Linked DNA regions of Mus musculus: all the other regions are linked to region 1. A link is a contact called in public Hi-C, HiChIP or PLAC-seq and promoter capture Hi-C data. All regions are on one chromosome and are shown on one strand. The core of a region is the stretch at or near the end of the contact, and the rest is flanking DNA. Distances in the headings are between cores, read along the strand shown. Region 1 holds the start of Otos (otospiralin). Region 2 holds the start of Septin2 (septin 2). Region 3 overlaps Twist2 (twist basic helix-loop-helix transcription factor 2). Region 4 holds the start of Ano7 (anoctamin 7). Region 5 overlaps Hdac4 (histone deacetylase 4).

Region 1 (3,771 bases), core at 369-2,868:
CTGGAAACTGAGCTAGCGGGTCCTTCCCTGCACCCCTCTAGCCCATGCCACAGGGCCTGGCTGGTTCTGGGAGCTCTGTAGCCTACGATATCAAGTCCTAGAGACATAACATTTAACCCTCCCTGTGGTATTAGAAACATGACAGACAAGTCACTTTCAGTTCAAAGGAACTGGGGGAAAGGCTGTGTTACGGCGAGCAGAGATCAGAACTCTGCAGTGGTCTGAGGTGAGAGAGTCACGTCTGCCCAAGGGCTTCTTCTAAGTAAATGGGCCTGTATGGCACTGGATTGATGTCACTCCTGTTGCTGCTGACCTGTGTCTCTGGTATCCTGTCCCCTGACTGGAGTCCAAGGCAGATCCTTCGGCTTGTGTCAGCATGTCCGACGTGGTGAAGCCCTTGTGGGAAAAGCTCAGATGACATCCTTCACAGCCCAGGGTCAACACCAGCCCTTCCTGGGTTCCTGGGAATCTTTTCCCATGATGCAGAGAAATGCAGATGACAAAGAATCCTGTGAGAAAAAACAAACAAACAAACAAACAAAAAACCATGGGCCATGTGAGACCCATCCTTCTGTTGGGGGTCGCAAATGACCACAAGCTAAATATTCCTTGCTGGGAAGGGTATGTACTCCACCTCTCAGGGAGGCAGCTGTGGTGAACCAGGCAACTTCCCAGTGAGATGCCTGGCTCAGTGGTTCAGTTAACCCTTTATGTCACCGAGAAGCCACCAGTGGAGCTTCCTGCAGTCAGGGCAGGGCCTATAGCAATCCCTGGATCCTTGGCCTCAGCAAGATCTTTCAGTTCTGCCTGGGCTGGTTTCTGGATCCATTAGCCCCCAGGAACCCAGATGCTCTCTGTGCGTATTGGGGGTGCAGTATTGATTCCAGATGGTGGCCTCAGGTAGCGCCACACCTATCTTGCTCCTGCCTTCTGATCCCAGGCTCAGCCTCCAAAGCAGCCCGCCTCTTCCCATACTCTATGGGATGACAGCAATAGACACCTGCTTGTCTGTGCACATTGTAAGTGTGTACACACCTGTGTGTGCATATGGTGTTGGGAAGATGAGTGTTTCACCTAAAGTGAATATTTGGGGGTGGGTGGGTTGGGGGACAGATCCCTGGAGATGTTTGAGACATGAAACTTCCGCTAGAAAAGCTGGTCGCTTGAAATTCAAATGTAACCATGCGTCCTGTATTTCTTTCAGCCACACTGGAGTCCCTAGGACCCCCCAACCCCATCTCATCCCAATCCAGGTCAATTCTTCGTGGTTTCTGAAGGGGTACTCGCCGGGGTTGACCTGGGACCTTTTCAGAGAGTCTATGGTCAGTTCAGGAAAAGAACGAGGTATTTTAAAAGAAGGTGATCACATGCTTTCACATTTCAGCTTCAGATCCGTATGCGGTCAGTCTTATGACATGGAAGGAGACTTTGATTATTCCAGAACACAAACCCTGTCCTGTGGGCCAGCTGCACAGGAGCCTGTGAGCATGGCGCCCCCTGGAGGCCATCTCAGAAACATTCCACTCCAAGCTCTGAGCCTGTTCTCCAAGCAGCCTGGGACCGGCTGTCTCACCCCAGGCCCTTCTAGATTTCCTGTTAAAGCTGCCACACCCGCATCAGCTGTGGTGGCGTGGAGGGACTTCCACCTTGACAGGCTTTGCCAAGTCAGCTCAACACGCTCCCAGAATTCTCCCTTTTCATGTCCAAGGTAACATGTTTAGTTAAGCTCTTTAAAAGTCCGATAGGGATGTGTGTGTTTGAGGACAAACATGGGTGACATTAGAAGTCTGCGCCCCCCTCCTTTGTAGGAGCAGGGATGGCACTTCCCAAAGGAAATGTGTCTACCAGGGCATGTTTAGAGGGACAAGGGGCAGCATGACTTCTAGAACCTCTGAATCCCAGCTCTGTGTGGTCACATGACGCCACTCTCCTTGGGTTTGAATCCAGCCAGAAGACTCCAGCCCTGTCAGTGAGGTACTGCTCAGTCCCTGGGACACCCGGGTACTCTGCAGGCACAAGCGGGAGGGCAATGCTGCCATCTGGGACGGAGGACTTAGGGCAGATGTCAGTCTGGGAGATGTGAGGAGAAGGCAGACTGTGAGCCATCACCCCCTACACCCCAGTACTTATGCTGGCCACGGTCCAGGAAACAGGAAGTGACTCTAGGATCAGTTATAAGCCACTTCCGAGGCTTTGCGGGGCTCGGGGATGTATGAACAGTGCAAAACACAGGCGGACCATTCCGTGGCAGAGAAGAATGCAGGAAAACACACTGGCACGATGAACTGTGGCCTTGAGACTTTAAATTATGAGCACCTGCCTGTGTCCATGTTGGGACAGCTCAATGGATGATGGTAAGCTACTCTGGGCTCTGCCTTCTAGGAGAATGAATTTGGGTTGCGCTAGCATTTCAGAGTACAGGCAGGGGCATCTGCGAGGCTCAAGGAGTAATTATTAGTCAGATGTGGTGTCCATGGATGGACAGCAGGGGGCGCCAGATACCTCTGACTCATTCCCAATCCTGGCGTTCGTTACCACAGGGTCCTTTTCAAGCTGACTGCCACGGGAGATAACAAGGGGCCTCTGTCCAGCAGAGTGGCCTTATACATCTAAGCATCTCTTGAATCCAAGCAGACAGACTGTTAAGACCTTGGAGGTTCCCTCCGAGTTTCTGTGTGGGGCGGGATATTATGCACTGGATATCATGCAGGCTTCTGAGCAGTCACTGGGCAGGTTTCAAGTTTGCCCATCCTATATGGTATTGTTCCTGGGCCCGACCTTTGGGAGCTTTTGAGAATTCGAACTCTTCCCTGCCCTCAAGCATTGAATTTTAGAAGGAATCCTAGCAATTATTAAAGGATGGAATCCAGTGTTTTGGGATTCCCATCAAATGTAGGAATGCAAGGGCCCTGGGGAAGGCATTTACCATTAAAAAAAATGACATTTACTTATTGTGTATGTGTTTGCAGTGTGTTCCAGGTGTGTATGTGTAGGTCAGAGAACAACTTGTGGGAGTTCGTTCTCTCCTTCCAGCATGTGAGATGTGGGGATCGAACTCGGTTTAGCAGCAAGCACTTCTACCTGTTCAGCCATTTTAATGGTCCCTCTTGAAGGCAGAGTGGTCTGCAGGAGAACAGGGAGACAGATGGGTGAGGTGCAAAGGAGATGTGTTCTGGGTGGGCGGGGGCAGGGGGTGTCTCTGTCCAGGCCAATGAGATAAGGTGTCTGAAGGATCCAGGCAGAGAGGAAGTGTGTAGGGGTGGAGATGTGGTGCAGGAAAGAACGTGTGTCCCAGGAGGTTTGGAGGACCTGGGAGATCAGGACCTGGGAGATCAACTGACCACTATAAGCCAGGGTAAGTAACAGAGAGTTGCTGATGGTGGGGCTGTTTTTATTTAAAGCTTTCTTACATAAAATAATAAATGAAGGAAAGTACACACCCACAAAGGGAGGAGAAAGCAAATGAATACCCATAGTTTCCTCTCCCGGGCTCACGGCTGCTGGTTGGCAAATTCTTATATTAGGTAAGCAGTCTCAAACCAGTCTGCATGGTTTCTTTCATGCCGTGCTTCTTCCACAGGTGTCTTTCCATGGTAGCCTTCAGATAGGGGCTCATCAGGTGGACAGTTGATTGCCTCACCCTGGCAGCCCTCTATGGCCAGATGCGCAGGCTCAGGGTGTCTGCTCCTTTGTGCTCTGACTAGAGCCTTTCTCTTCGCCAGATCCTCTTGGTCTGTGCTATAAATCAGGGCTGTGAGCACGGCTGTGCTG
Region 2 (3,771 bases), core at 857-3,356, 830 kb before region 1:
TTTTAGTGAGAAAACCTTGTCCATTAACATACTGCTAGGTACAGATCGAAGATCAGTTAGATCCCCCATATCAAAGATATATAGTCAAACTAGAATTTTATTCTTTCACATTGCATATTTCAGATGTCAGAAGTTATTAAGTTCCTTACACTTGACCCACGGCTTCTTTATATCAGAGAGTAACACTATCACCCAATTATGAGTCAAAAGATGACTAGGTGAACAAGACCCATTTTTGCAAGTGGCATTTATAATAATGGAATACTCAAAGGACCCATCATTCATGTACACAAATTTTTACATTTGTATACATTACCCCTAATCCCCAAAGACTCCTCAGTGTAGGATCCTGAAGAGCTTTTATCCAAAGAGCCTAGACTCTCTTGCCATTTAGATTTCTTAGATTTGAAGACTGTACAAGCACATTATGCAAGACAACACTCTTAATGGAGCTTGGAGCAGCAAGCCACAAACAAAGGGAGCTTAATTACATTCACGATTGATAATAGAGGGAGGCCCCACCTCCTTTCCCTAGGCTACCCAGCAAACCCAGAAGGAGAAGCTCTTGTTCTTTACTGACCTCTGGTGCTCTGTAAAGGGGGGGGGGGGGGGGACACTAGGTGGAAAAATGATAAAAAAGGATCAGGACAACTTTTAAAACTAAAAAAATCATCCCCAAAATTAGATATAGCAGCACACACTGACAGTTTGAATGCTGGGTATTGCAAAGAATTCCTGAATGGCAACTACCAGAAAAGCCATTGAAAATAAGGAGTCTCAAATTAGAAGCATCATGAAGAAACAGCCTTTATGACCTCTTCAAAACTCCTGTTTTTCCTTATGTTAACAAGACGGATTTTAAAAATGTATCTAAGATACTAAAACAATTTTCACTACTAAGGAAAAAAAAAAAAAAACAAAAAACCTAAGTTTTTTTTCTAGACAGGGTTTCTCTGTATAGCCCTGGCTGTCCTGGAACTCACTTTGTAGACCAGTCTGGCCTCGAACTCAGAAATCCATCTGCCTCTGCCTCCCAAGTGCTGGGATTAAAGGCGTGCGCCACCACGCCCGGTTGAAAACCTAAAACTTAAATCCCTTGATAGACAGTAGGGACCCCAATATTTGACGCCAGAGAAACACTTAAACCGTCTAAAGGATATCGAATCCAGTGAGAGTCCTAACTAATAACAAGCAGCGAACAGGAACTACACAACAGATAAACATTAGACAGAGAATGTTCGAGATTAACTGCGCTCCAGACACGAGGAGTAAACTGGGTTAAAACCAGCCATAGAGACCACAACGGTCTGAACTAGAAGTTCTATGTGTTGAAAGTCTGGAAACGTAGTACAGGACAAGGCAAGGCGCCACTAACAAATGAGGCCGGAAGATACAAAAGGGCCAGGCGTGGTCTGGGCCTGCGGTCCGCTTCAGAGTTAGACTTCATGGCTTCTCAGTCAAAGGCCTCCACTCCATGCTCCCTTTCCCGTGTCACTTACAGGGCTGCAGCCCTTTGTCTAGCGTCGCACTACCTCGGGGAAGGCCACAGCAGACAAACCACTCCATAACGCTCCTGTCACTGCCTTAAATTGGGGAACTTCATTAACATCCCAGGGTGACTAGTCCTTTTCATCCCTAGGACGAAATGGCACCGTTACGTGGGAAGATGGCCCCGCAAGTGCTTCGTAGATGTGAACCTAACGCCCGACTCTCCACCACATAGTATTTGGACTGTGCGCCATAACTTCACTGGGCCCAGCCACGCCCGCCCCAATGCCCTGGACCTGGCCAGCAGGATCACCCAGATGGGGGCCGCCCGTCCAGTTGTCCTCGAAGGGACGACGCCAGCCAGGCATCCATCGCTGGAGCCCCGGACTAAGGGTGCGGCCGCCCCTCCCCCACGCGCTCACTTCCGTACCCGTTATCACCGCCTAGGCGGCCCGGGCGAGGGCAGAACTCTAGCCCTTTCTCAGGACAGCCAGCTCAACTCGAGCCCGCGCGACAGTGGGTACACATTGCCACACACTTACCCGCTCACACGCCGGAGAACGCTCGTCAGGCGAGAGCACGGACCTGCCCCGCCCAGTAGAGCGCGCGCGAACAGATGGCGTCATCGCGCCGTCCCGCCCCTTGCCAACTCCTTCCTGGGCCCCGAGTAGTCCCCTCCTCCGCGGTTGCATGCAGAGCGCAAGCGTGGACGCGATCCTGCCGTCCGCCTCTGCGCAGGCGCTGTGCCCCTCCCACGGCGGTTGGCCATATAGAGGCTGGGGGCGGGGGGAGGTCAAGCGTAGCCTCTTCTCCTTTACCAAGATGGCGTCTTGTTCCTGTTTCGCCACAGTTCCTACCTTATGAGCTTGGATTCCTCACGCTAATAAAAGAGGAGCAGGTAACGAGATTCTCCGCTTTATGGGAAACTAGAGTTGTGGGAAGGATATTTACTAAGGAGGAATAAGGTGTCCATTGAGAGCGAGAGACGACCGGGGGCGGGCAGGTGGCAGCGTGAGTGCGGAGCAGTGAAGGGGAGGGAGCCCTTTGCCTCTATCCTTTCCTCCTGGAAGATGGCGGCAGCACCGAGCTAGGAACACCGAGCCGGGATAGGCGGGCGCTTGTGACTTGCCGGCGGGCATCTCTAGCCGCCTCTGCGGCCGTCTCTATGGCGGGCTGTCGTCCCGGGATTGGCTACGTGCTGGTCACGTGGGTCTCCCCCCCCCCATGCACACCATAGAGTGGTGCCTGTCCCTGGGGACGTGGCCTTCCTGTGTGGTCGTGAGCCCATGCCCCGCGGGGGAGGGCGGAGCCGGCACGGCCCCCTACCCTCTTTCAGACTGGGGCGGGCGGAGAGATCTGCGGCATGCCCTGCTCTCTGCGACCGGCTTGAAGCTGGCTGGGAAGGTGCAGTACTGGGCTGCGGCCTGGCTCGGGTTGTCCTTCCCTTCAATCGCAGGAGGTCCCCTGGCTGGTCAGCGATCGTAAACTCCTACCTTAGGCCTTTCACCAAGGCCTTTCTATAGGAAAACACCCTAGAGTACCTCCCCAGAGAAGAAACAGCAATCGCGCAACCCTAGTGGGTGATATGCACAGTGTCGGTATTCCGAACTGTTCTGACACATGCCTTGTTGTGAGGGAGTGGTTTTTTTGTGCGTTATTACTTTGAGTAAAGTATCCCAGTGCTCGAGGCTACACTGCATATCCTGTCTGAATTAGAAGATTGGAGGGTCGACTGGGCATGTGTTTGCATACGATATAACTGAACCAAAGGAGACTGTCTTGGGTTTTATTATCTTTACAGACAAGGATAAAGCATGGGGAAAATTGGAGGGTTATAATCTTCACTTACAACTTGGCTCGCCCTTCAGCTTTGGGTTTTGCTAGTCACCTTAAGCTCTCAAACAATGACTTCACATATTTGTTGGTGTCCATTTAAAGAGCCACTTTCTTAGTAACTTTCTGAAGCCCAGTTAAACCAGTCACAAAATTTTGTTTGAAGCTAGTAGTAGCTACAAGCTAAATTTCTATTATGGAATCGGGTGTGAATAGGAAAACACTGGGTGAAACCTATTGCTTAAGCTTACGTTTTGAAGATTTAAAGTACCCATAGGCTAAATTTGTTAATTATGTTAGCTATGGGGATACTTAAAAGCAGTCATTTAATGTAGCTCTAAAAGGGGCTTTGGGCTTTTGTTTTGTTTTTAAGTGAATTACTACTTATGGATTCAAAACAACTCTTAACCTATTATGACATCTTTAAACTTAGAGATAATGGAGCATATC
Region 3 (3,771 bases), core at 374-2,873, 810 kb after region 1:
CTGTGAAGCTGTAAGCTAAAAGTTGCCTTGGGCATGGTGTTTCATCACAGCGATAGGACAGCCACTAAGACACTTGTCAACAGCACATGACATGCACTTAGTAGCTGTCGAAAAAGGGACACAGTAAAGAGACCAGAGACATCTTAGAACAGCTTCCACCATGCCTGGTGAGCAGGGGCTGCTGACTGCAGGAGGCCTGGTAGGCCTGGACCAGGGTGGGCTGAGGGCAGCTCAGGTAGAGGGATTAGTAATGGTGGAAAGACAAACTTTGCAATGGCAGTGACAGCTCACACTGGGGAACAGTGGGCCCAGGTCCTGTCTTCTGGCCCTCATACTCGGTATTGTAGAGAGACAGCTGAGCCTCAGAACACTCAGCTGTCACCTGTTACAGAAGGACAGTTGGTGAAGACCACACTGACATTAGTAGGCAGAGAGAAGACACTATTGAGCCTACCTTCAGGCCAACCTTACTCCCCACCACCCCAGGGAATCTCTAAGGCCCTGAGACCAGGAGGTGATGCCTGTGTGTGTGCCTTACCAAAGCTGGCAGTCAGAGTGTTTTCCTCTCCTTGACAGAGAGGCAGAAGGAACCCTGGGCTGGTGGTGCCCACCAAGCATCGCAAGGGGCCCAGGATGATGGATCGTGCTCATGGTGAGCTGCCTGAGTCTGGATTCTGCAACCCAAAAGCAGGCACAGTGGCTGCAGAGTGTGACCCAGGAGGCTCTCAGTTGTCACTTGGGACCCCAGAACTACACCTACATGGATCAAAGTTCCCAGCTTGGCTAGGCTGCTTCTGAGCATGCGCAGTTTGGCTGTTCACACCCAGGAGCTGCTTCGGAACATGCACAGTTTGGCTGTTCCTACGAAGTAGCTGCTCGGCACCATACAGAAGGAAACTGAAGATGAGACCACCTCTATCACACAGAAGCTTAGCATAATGGCAAACACAAGACCATGGACATTTTGCTGTTCCCTGTCTGGGCCTGGCTCTACCATGACCACCATTCTAAGGTTGGGACAGGTCGTTTCAAAGATCTCAGACATTTAAGCTGTGGGTTTCTCAGGACAGTCTCTTTATGGGTCATACAGTAGACAGTGCTGGCCACCCTCAGTGATCACCCGCCCACGATGCTGGGGACAAGCACCAAGTCACCTAATCAGCTAAAAGGGCTTCATTTCCTACTGTGTAAGAGATTCAAGGAGAGCTCGGGGCCTCTGAGGGGAGACCAGCTCTGAGCAGCCTCAAGCCTCCTGCCAGCTCCAAGCTACACACAACACACACACACACACACACACACACACACACACCCTGTTGCTGCCTCCCCCAGCAGGCTGTCATTTTGACAAATACATGTGCACAGACAGGGAAGAAGCAACGTGTTTTGCTTCCAAAGGCAAAATCTTCTTCTAATCCAGATCCTGCAGCCAACTCAGCTCAGAGTAAGGCAGGGCAGGGAAGGGCCGGGGCAGGGCAGGTTGGAGACAGCGAATATCTGTAGTAAAGAGACCACCTTACAAGAACCAAGAGCCAGCTTAATCTGAATTCTTCTGGTGCTGGCTAGTTAGGAGTAATGATGCTGGGTACTAGAAATTGGGTACTGGGTGCTAGGAGCTACGTGGGAGTGATCAGTGTAGATTTATGGGACAAGGGTGGAGTGTGCAGCAGTTGGGCTTCCTTCTCTCCTAGACAACATGTCTGCCTGCACACACTTCCGAGAGGCCTCGTGATGACTCCGGTGGTGGGAAGGTTATACGGGTAAAGTTCAGAGCCACAGGAGTGGCACCAAACCCCTGACTCACCACCAGTCTGAGACTTCTGAATTGAAACAGTAGCTGAAAGAGACCTTTCGGGGAGTTAGAAGATGGGGGGTGGGGGGCACTCTGTGAGATGAAGGATGTCAGTGGGCTCTGGAGGAGGGATAGAGACAGGCTGTTCTTTCTCTGAGGCAAATGAACATTGCCAAGCAATGGGCCTTCTGGGACTCATTTGTTTTTATAGTTTCCTCTGGGTGGCTGTGCCCAGGCCCCTCACAGGAGGTTTCTACCCTTCAAAGGGCTATTGTAGCACTCACCTACCTGAAGCAGCAACTGTGTGGTCTCCTTTGTGGGCTTCTGAACCTTGACTCTAGAGAGCTGGGCCAGAGCTTGGCTGTGTATCTCATCAGACAGTGAGGAGGTTGTGGCACTAACCATAGGCTTCTACAAAGCTAGCCAGAGCAGAGACCAGGAGCCACCCTGGTGGCAGAAGGGGTCCTTTAACCCTCTAGGACACAAGGCTTCTCTACCGCCCTGTGATGACCCATGGATGGCATTCCATTTCCTCCCATAATCCCAGATTGCATGCGATGCTATACAATTCCCCCACCCCCAGGCTGCTGATGGGGTAGGTCATGACTGTATGCTCCACTTTGGGACCTGCCGCTCTGATCCTGCTGCAGCTGGTGTGGTCTTGGAAAGGGTGAGCCCAGTGCATCTGAGCTGCCGAGAACTCTGTGTTCAATGGCTATTTCTGGGTGGCAGTATCCTGGCACTTTTGGACCCTCAAAAGAAAGTCATTTGCAGGAAGAATTAGGGTGAGGTTGGGCAAAGATGGCCATATGGGTCTTCTGAACATCTGTCCTCTCTCTAGTTCAATGCATCTGTCCTGGGCTTGCCCTGTGTGACAAAAGGGAAACCCCTTATTCTCTTCATCATTCCCCTTCTCCATTGGGCTTGGCTGTCTCCTTCAGGGACTTCAGGCTGACTTTTTGGAATGACACTTCCAAACTGGTGGTCCCAAAATAACCAGAGAAGGGTCAGGTTTGCCTCTATCCAGGGTCACTGCAGGGTCATTCTCTATCCACTGCCCATCAGTGACCCCACATCCCAGGAGCTAACTCTGTCCCTTTGTCCATCTCATGGGAGCTAGCACGGCAAGGTCAGACGCAGTGTCCTGCTGGCTAAGCCTTCCTGTTTTACTGGTAGCCCCCTGCTCAGTAAAGCCTGCCTTTTTTTCCTCATGGGCCATCAAAAGGCTGCAAAGGGCATTTATTCCCTAGCATCGGCACCATAATGAGCCGGATCACCAGAGGAGCTGAGCCCTTTCCAAGCCCTGCAGTTTTCACATCCAGGAACGACTCCTCCAAGTGACTTACGACTTCCTCGGATGCTGCTGAATCAGCTCCCAAATAAAACCCAGGGGAGAGAAAGGAGGATGAGAAACAGCTCCATCCCAGCCGGGTGGTGACAGAGGCTCCTTCAGGGACCATCTAATCAGACATTGTCGTCTCAGAGACGGAGAGAGCACAGGACACAGGTGGGCTACGATGGGCAGCCAGAACCCAACTCCTGGCCGGAAACACCATTTCGTGTGCAAGACACACGGCATGGAAGCATACACTCCGGGGCATTAACTCAGCAAATGCATTCAGATGACATCAAGGAACACCTGCTTGCCCCTCACACCAGCACCAGCACCAGCTCAACAGAATCTGGAGGATGGTTGCAGGAGGGCTCCCTGGGGATGGGCCATGCAGAGATGACTGGTATTGTCCTGAACCAGCTCGCTGCTCGCTTTGGGGACAGATAGTAGAATTTATTGCAGCAAACATGCCATAGGTATTTTGATGAAGTACTGTGGTGCTATGGTGCTGTGCTGTGGAGTCAATATGCATTACAAACACAAACAATTCCAGTGTAGCACTGCAAGTTCTTGAGAGCCCTCACCACTACCTGCACAGAGAAACAGGGCCTAGCCAAGCATGTGAATATGAGGCTCTGGGGTGGGCCAG
Region 4 (3,771 bases), core at 811-3,310, 730 kb before region 1:
CAGAACCCATGGGTCATTCACCATACCCCACATTTCTCACATCCATAGAAAACATGACATGTGGCCTCCCTTAGCCCAGGACTCTGTCACGTCCTGGAGATGCCCCCACCTCCCACCCCTGTGAGCTGCAGATTTCCATTCACACTCATGATCATCTAGTCATTCCTCCTGTCCTTCCTAACACCTGATCCTGAATCCCCTCATTCCCCTCCCCATGCCCTCTCCCACCCAGTTCCCGCCCCTTATGACTATTTTATTCCCCCTGCTAAGTGAGATTCCAGCAGCCTCACTGTGCCTTCCCTCCTATTTAGATTCTTTGGGTCTGTGGAGTGTAACATGGGTATCCTGTATTTCATGACTAATATCACAGTGGTTCTGGCAGAGAGGGACCAAACCCTGGACCTTGTCCTGACTTTATCTTTTCTCCCTTCCCCTGATCCTGCCTCCTCCAAGTTTGAGGGAGGTGAATGGTGACTTGTGTGTCAAGGAGACATCTGTCCCCTTGTCATCCAGGGATGGGGGTGCACCTGGATGCTGCACCCACTTTTCAAGGGCTCTAGGACAGGGCAAGAGTATAGCTAAGTCCTGACTGGGATGGGAGGCCTCCCAAATCACACAGCACACAGAAGCCTTATGATCAAAGCCCAGGGAGGAGGAAGAAGGGTGGGTTCAGCATGCTGAACACTGCCCCTGGGGTTGAGGGTACCTCTGAGGCTTGGGCTGTGCTCCCATAGGAGCATCCATTCCCTGCTTCAGGGGAGGCCATGTCGATCAGCACCACGCTGTCTTCTTCTCGCGCTTGCCCCCGCAGCATGTCACTCCTGCGCCACACCAAGGCCAGGGAGTCAGAGGATGGAGTGGTTAGAGAGGACACCAATGAGAGCCAGTCCTGACACTGTGGCAGAGCCTGCAGCAAGCCTATTTTACAGGTGAGGAGGCTGGCTCATAGACTAACAGGGGCACTGCTAGGGCTGGACAGTACTATCCTAATGTGGGCATGTGAGGATCCTGACATCCTGGCTCAGTAGCTCCAGGAAAAGAGCCAGCCACTGAATGATAGCTGGTATTTAAGAGCCTAGCATCCATCCATCCATCTGTCCATCCGTCTGTCCGTCCATCCATCCACCCACCCACCAAGTGTGGGGCTCCCTTTCATTCTGGGTAAGGCTTACTATAAGGCTGCCACACAGACCCCCCCAGCCCCTTCTTATAGAGGAGGGTCATTTGGGCCATTTGGGCCATGGAGGATAGACAGTGCCCTATAAAGCCATCTGCCTTTTTTGCAATTCTGGAGGAACTACTGCTAGGACCCCAGGCTCTCCCTGCAAGGAAGAGCACAGTCACTTATGGAGTTTTATGGGCTTTCCATGCCAGCCTGTGACCTGTGGTCCTGGAAGGAGGTGGCTGGGAGCAGGGCTGTTGTTCCGGTGGGTGGGAAGGGAATGACATCGCTCTCATTCTACTTCCCCATTTTAGATAAATGGAGGCCTGGAATGGTAGACATAAGCCCAAACCTGCTAGGACTCGGTACTACAATGTGAGGACCCCAGGAGCCAATGAGAACCAAAGGATGCCCTTGGACAAAGGCTCTGGGGCATATGTCATCTGATGGGTGGGACAGGGAAGACAAAGGAGTACCAACCAGAGACTTCAGACGCGGTCTGTTATGAGCAGGTGGAATGCTGTGTCCTTAGGGTAGGGTGCCCTATTCAAAGCCACACTGAACACTGTCCCTGCCTCTCTAGAGCTTAGAGAAGACACTGTGCCAGGTAGGCTTCTGGGGCCCAAGAGTAAGCCCCAGCCCCGCTGCTCGGCGTTCAGAGCCAGGAGCCCCAGTGGCTCATATTTTCTGCAGTCCCTCCTGTCCTCCCCATGGCCCAAGCATCCAGGAGGAGGACACCACCCTACCTGGCACAGTGGCTTCCAGAGGAGACCTCAGAGTTCACAGCCAGCCCATCAACACAAGCCTGGTTCCAGCAGGAGCAAAATCAGGGCCAGCCACCCCAGTCTCCTGGGCTCTGCCTGAGCTGTGGCAGCCGCTCACCTGCCCTTGCCTCACTGCACAGGGTAAGGGGGCTGGAAGCAGACAAGAGAGGTACTAAGTGCAGTCAGCCACCAGGGTGAGGTCTCTGATTGTGTCTCTGGACAGGATCTGCCTGTTTGAAAAGAGGGTGTGGGACTCTGAGCCAGCAAACAGCCAGCCCACTTTTCCTTCACACACCCTACATGCAAATTCGAGGTGCCTCAGGTACCCTATTTGTTTAGAGATTCCGTGGCAGCAGGCCGGGCTTCCATAAGGGAAGTCCAGGGAGATGGTGGTTATAGGGCCAGCCATAGGTATCCCCTGTCAGGTGGCCCTGTTTATGTGGGGGTGAAGCTTCATGGGGGAGAGGGCTTTACCATTTCTGGTAGTGTGAGCTTGGACGTTCTTGGGAACACACTGTCAGAAACACAGACGAACAGTTGTGTTTTCTCACAGTATCACATTTTATTGACAAATTCACGAGGTACAGCATTTTCAATGGCAGCAATTTGCCAGATACTCCTGCAGTCCTTGCTGAGGCAAACACAGGTTACTGTATTCTAATCTTAATTACTCTCATGATACACTACATATCACACAGTAAATTTCTCTATATATGTATATGTGTAGATTATAGAATGGTTGTAAGGGGTTAAAGATGCAAGGAGTTTCAGAGTTTCCAACAGGCCTGAGAAGCCAAAGCTGGGAAACTCAGGGCCACGAGTCTCTGACAATGAGGTAAACAGGACCGGAGCACTTGGGGAAACTGTGGCTGAGTCAGGACCCCTGACTGCAGGTTTGAGAGTGAGGCGGTAGAGCTGAGTCCGGCTGTTTGAGGAGGCAAAAGGGCAAGTCGGGGTCCAGACAAAGGAAGGGGCTGAGTGACAACGGAGATGGGAGGAGGGCAGATGGCATCTGCAACGGTGACAGCTGTGTCAGCAGTGCACCCAGACGACCGGAAGCCTCTGGAAGAGTCACTTCTTTGCCTGTTAGTCAGTCCTTGATGCATGCAGGGCAGTGAGGAGACAGGTCAGTGGGGACTCTCACCAGCCAACTGCTAATGTCTACTCCTCTATGGACTCCTCACATGTAGGAGCTCCATAGTTTCCTTGGCCTGCTGTGCCCAGGAAGTTCTTAGGCTTGACTTTCCTGATATGATATTAATATGCTCATATCCCCCACAGTCCCAACCCACTATGATAAATTACAGAGTAGTACCCTCCCTATTCCCAGGATGACCATTCAGTAGTCTTGCCACGTGGACGGTGTGGAACAGGTGGTGTACCTTCCATCCTCAAGAGAGTACAAAGCTGCTTGTAAATGCAATGTCTCAGGGGTGGTCACTGTTTTACACAATATGGAGGCACTTAGGGCAAGGTACAGGCCTAACCTCAACAGGCATGTGCACCTTCTCAGGGCCTAGCTCTTCCGCTCCTTGGTTCTGGCCAGTCAGTGAGCCACTCCCCTGTCTCCTTCTTTCCCCTCTGCTCCCTTCTAAGATATCTCCGAGAACCTCAGGCTCAGGTCTCCAAGCCCTCTCAGCAGCTTTAGGCCTTGGCACCTCCCAGGCACCCTCCATTCTGGGTCTTGTGAGATGAACAGCAGGTCAACCCCTGGTGGGCAACAGATGCTGGTGGGCAACAGGCCCTGGATACTCCAGGGAGACCAGACTACCCAGACCCAGAGATGGACTCTGGACATGACTGCCATCAAGCCTCATAGAAAACAGGAGAGCAGTCGGGTGGTGG
Region 5 (3,771 bases), core at 593-3,092, 580 kb after region 1:
GGGGATACATCTGACACCTCATGGGAGCAGAGAACAGCTGTTTTTTCCTCTTCTTCTATAGCCTGACTTGCTGACAGCCATTATGGAGACAGTGGTCCCAAAGGTAATGCAGGTCAAGGTCTCACCTTCCATATAAGAGTAACACACCGAGAGAGTAGCACTGTATTCTTGGTCATAAGAGTGCGAGAACACAGGCTACAGTGAGGCAAAAGGGAGAAAACCAAAATAACGCAACCAGCTCTATTGTAGATTTACTGGACATTCATTCCTGTACAACCTGGGTAGGATATGTAGCATCTAGATTGTAGTATAACACTGTCTGTTTCTTTGTAACTCAGGTTTGAAAACAACAACAACAATAATAAAGAACACTATTTCATAAGGCTAGAACTTAGCCCAGTGTGGGGAGGTATTTGCACCTGTTTAGGGCAGTTGGAACTTTTGCTGTTGAAGGATGTGGGCAAGAGGACCTGGAACTGACCCATGGTCTGCAGAGCAAATGAAACCAAAGCACACTGTGGACTCTTAGGGATTGTGAGATTTGAACCCTTAAACAAATCCTAAGCACTGTGGTTTTCTTCAGAGTGCTGAATGGGTTTCCAAGTCAGCAGAATTTTCTCTTGGACTTGCCATCACCAGACCTCTGCCTCCACACCTCTGGAAGTGTATGACCTGGCCAAGCTGCATACAGGCTGGTAGTCCTAATAGTTCTAATAGATAGTCCTAATAGACTGCCTTTCAACGTAGGCCCCAGAGAGTACCCTTCTAGCTTCTTGATGACTGCGGGTGTCAACCCTTGGGCTCTGTAAGAGCTCCCCAACCTCTTTCCCATGCCCACTTTACTAGTTAGTACTGTGGTCCTAGTTTATTTCCTTCTCAGCATTGGAAATGAACCTTTAAGTCTTCCTGAGCCCCATGATCCTCATCATGGCTCTGGGACCCACAGCCATGCTCCTGTCCCACTGTGCTCTTCCAGACATACAGTGCTGCCTGTGCTCCATCCTCAGCCTGTGCTTCCCTGCTCCTGTAGAGCTCTTTCTTTCTACACACCCAAAGTGTGCTTTACACAGCCCTTTCTTCATGTCCTTAAGATACCTGCTCAGAGGCCATCACCATTGTCTCTCATACCACACAGTCCATTTACTAGACCTTTTGGCTGTTGGGAGTTTGGGGTGCCAGGACTCGGTATTGGCCAGAATGTATCCTTCAGACCCTCCAGCTGCTCAGCAACTAGCCAGGAGGACACACTGTCAGTGCGTTTCTGGCAGAGTGATGCCATGCACCCTGTGCTCAGTGCCCTGTGTGCAGATCAGTAAGCTAAATGCTGCATGGGAAGTTGGTTTACTACCTGGTCAGCACCAACTTGGGACAAGGACAGTAACTGTCCTTTCCCTTCCTCTTCCCACCCTGAGGACTAAGCTCAGGTGAAGGAAGCACTTAGACAATACCTAACTGGTCAAACAGGAGCCTGACTTGTGAGACTCCTAATTTAGGACGTAGGCTCAGTGCTAGGAAGATTCTCTAACACCAGTCTAGAAAAAGAAAATGTCTTTTTCATGAATTAAAGCAAATATTAATTCTACAAAATTCCAGAAGAGAAAGTCTTTGAGCCCACACTGCCCTTGTGGTGGAGGGGAGAGTGATCTTGGAGCCTATACTGGTCAGTCCACCCCTTCGGCACTTGGCTGCCATGCCCTCTATGCTATCCTCGCTCCTGGCATCCAAGGCACCAGGCTTCTCAAACACGTATCATCAAGACACCAAGAGCACCACAGGGCAGGCAGAGTCACAGAGAGGGTGGCTAACAGGCTCAGCACTGTTTAGCCACAGGGTGAGCCGACGCTGACTCTGATGGCTGCTTAGGGCTTATTGTTGTGGATTAGTGACTCATTCCTTTGAGCTGATTGTTAACGTCTACCTGTTCCCCAGCTTCCTGTCACTTAACCACAGACACCTTTAGCTGATTTGTGATGTTCAACAGTGTGGACAGTGTTTGGAGGCAGGCTCATCCATAAAGTAGGTTTGGTTGCTGACTCACCCTTTTCAGGGAGTCGGATGCTTTGGCATTTGTGGGGTGGAGCACCTTAGGGAGGAGCTAGCCTAGACTCTGACTGAACTCAGATCATGGTCTTCCCTACAATATAAGTCAACCTAACTCCCCATATCAGCCAGTCTTGATCAGATCAACAGACAAGGGAGTCCAGCTGGAAGGTGGTTCTGCAGGACTGATGTAGCTGGGCAGGTCTGACCCCAAACCTCATAGGCCACAAGGCCCCAGGTTATGGCCTTTCCCTTCTCCTCAAGTCCTCTGTGAGTTGGCTACCACAACTTCTGCTTCTACAGATAGACAGCTGATGTCTGGAGTAGGTAAGGTTAGTTCATTCCCAGTGGGCATCAGAGCTGGGGCTGCATCTTTGCTTGAGATAATTGTCCCTGTACCATGTCCTTTGCCTGACTGAAGGTGCCTATATTGAGAGCTGCTGCTTGTAGTTCAAGAGCCTGTGGGTACTGCTGCACTACCCTTTGTAGTCGTCATCCATTACTTGTTACATGGGCTCTGGGGGAACATGCATATCTTATTTCCAAGGTTATTTTCTCCTCCTCTACTTTGAGTAAAACTGTCCTGAAACAATGCACCCAGTTACTCCCCATCCCCCAGGGATGAAGATGTTCTGGAGCAGAGAGATGAGTGCTGTTTGCAGACCTGTCTAGGTCATCATCCTATCTGTGTGCCCATTTATAAATGTCTGATGGATCATGTTGTTCTCTGAGGCGGACCTGTCCCTGAGAGCCAATGTATAGCACCTTCCACAAGACACCTGCCCCTGGTCAGGAGACACTACAACGTGGCTAAGGCGACCATCCAGACAAAGATGTTTCTTCTGTGTATTCCTTTGCATCCTTGCTGTCACACACCTGCTGGCTCACTCAGTGCTTGTTGAGCCTCTGACACACCCAGCTATGTGTACTGTGCCAGGACCCCCTATGGCTAAGCTAGGCCTGCTCTTCCCTTGGACAGTGCCTGCCTGTGGGTGTGCTGTCTTCCACACATGTTCCTCTGTGAACATGCTGTGTGTTTCTTGTTTCTAGAGCTTCTTGGCTATGTGCATACTGCCACTTTCTACATTTATATCTTCCTAGGGAAGATGTTCTAGTGGTAGACAGTTTGGGGTTCTTTGTGGCTCAGGCCTGACCCTTCCCTTTGTTTAGGCCTCTGTGTGATGTCTGAGTGTTTGGGCAGAGACCGTGTTTTTGTGCTTTGCCCTAGTTGATCTGACTGACCATGTTCTAAAGAGAGCATGGTCCTAGACAGTGAGCCTTCCTGGTGATTTGACAAAAGCCAAATGTGCTACCTGTGCTAAGACAGAACTTTGAAGAGCCATGAATATCTGTGTTAAGGGCCAGTCTGCCTGCTACCACTTCATATCAGCCAGTCTTAGCTCAGCAGAGGAGGAAGTCCAGCGGGAGGGCAGTTCTGTGAGAATGATGGAGGCAGGCACCACATTTTCACATCCTGGAAGTTCAGCACCTGCTTATAGGTTGACATGAGCCAGGAGTGTACACTCATTGGTCAGCAAGGAGTTGGTGACACACCAAAGAACATGGGAACATTTGAGACAAGACAAGGTAGTCAGATTGTATTGGTTCAAAGAAGGGAGGACCTATCTTTATTCTTGGCTACTCAAGGAAAAAATGCAAACACATGTAAAAGGAACGGGAGATTCATACAGTAGCCCCTGCTTCCCTGTCCTTAAGGCCCCGGAATTCTCC

Evidence for each region. Promoter capture Hi-C pulls out the DNA fragments that hold promoters and counts their contacts. A called contact is a pair of places that touch in the nucleus more often than the background predicts. HiChIP or PLAC-seq counts read pairs in DNA pulled down with a chosen protein or histone mark.
Region 2: a Hi-C map of neutrophils shows a contact between it and region 1, with 6 times the contacts expected there. The contact joins the promoter of Septin2 here to the promoter of Otos in region 1. A contact is called at or near these places in 5 of 39 promoter capture datasets (cranial neural crest, liver, neutrophils and 2 more), 2 of 484 Hi-C or Micro-C datasets (CD4 T cells and neutrophils) and 2 of 115 datasets of contacts at active chromatin or transcription factors (regulatory T cell precursor and thymic regulatory T cells).
Region 3: a contact with region 1 is called in a promoter capture Hi-C map of hippocampal neurons, with 2.6 times the contacts expected there. The contact joins the enhancer-like site here to the promoter of Otos in region 1. A contact is called at or near these places in 4 of 39 promoter capture datasets (embryonic stem cells, hippocampal neurons, liver and 1 more), 4 of 115 datasets of contacts at active chromatin or transcription factors (embryonic stem cells, pancreatic cancer cells and pro-B cells) and 1 of 9 other capture datasets (liver).
Region 4: an H3K4me3 HiChIP or PLAC-seq map of bone marrow-derived macrophages shows a contact between it and region 1, with 5 times the contacts expected there. The contact joins the promoter of Ano7 here to the promoter of Otos in region 1. A contact is called at or near these places in 1 of 39 promoter capture datasets (cranial neural crest) and 1 of 115 datasets of contacts at active chromatin or transcription factors (bone marrow-derived macrophages).
Region 5: a Hi-C map of CD8 T cells shows a contact between it and region 1, with 2.1 times the contacts expected there. The contact joins the enhancer-like site here to the promoter of Otos in region 1. A contact is called at or near these places in 1 of 39 promoter capture datasets (liver), 1 of 484 Hi-C or Micro-C datasets (CD8 T cells), 5 of 115 datasets of contacts at active chromatin or transcription factors (double positive thymocytes, effector CD8 T cells, embryonic stem cells and 2 more) and 2 of 9 other capture datasets (adipose tissue and embryonic stem cells).

Annotation. Positions count from the first base shown.
Region 1 is chr1:92,646,688-92,650,458 of GRCm38.p6, reverse strand. It overlaps Otos (otospiralin), which reads left to right and starts at 1,618. Exons shown (of 5, transcript NM_153114.2): 1 at 1,618-1,708.
Region 2 is chr1:93,477,328-93,481,098 of GRCm38.p6, reverse strand. It overlaps Septin2 (septin 2), which reads right to left and starts at 2,106. Exons shown (of 13, transcript NM_010891.2): 1 at 2,031-2,106. It also overlaps a transcript of Hdlbp not described here.
Region 3 is chr1:91,837,698-91,841,468 of GRCm38.p6, reverse strand. The region is part of intron 1 of Twist2 (twist basic helix-loop-helix transcription factor 2); the gene reads right to left. Among named protein-coding and RNA genes, the nearest start is that of Gm46117, 8.3 kb to the right of the region's middle. Within about 2 kb of position 1,623, at least 17 of the 459 cell types and tissues checked have an H3K27ac peak or open chromatin away from gene starts, as enhancers often do. A contact at or near this core is called in hippocampal neurons and pancreatic cancer cells, where this site is marked.
Region 4 is chr1:93,372,185-93,375,955 of GRCm38.p6, reverse strand. It overlaps Ano7 (anoctamin 7), which reads right to left and starts at 2,060. Exons shown (of 24, transcript NM_207031.2): 1 at 1,909-2,060; 2 at 707-821. The coding sequence starts at 814.
Region 5 is chr1:92,062,667-92,066,437 of GRCm38.p6, reverse strand. All of the region lies in intron 2 of Hdac4 (histone deacetylase 4), which reads left to right. Among named protein-coding and RNA genes, the nearest start is that of Hdac4, 120 kb to the left of the region's middle. Within about 2 kb of position 1,842, at least 64 of the 459 cell types and tissues checked have an H3K27ac peak or open chromatin away from gene starts, as enhancers often do. A contact at or near this core is called in CD8 T cells, effector CD8 T cells and memory CD8 T cells, where this site is marked.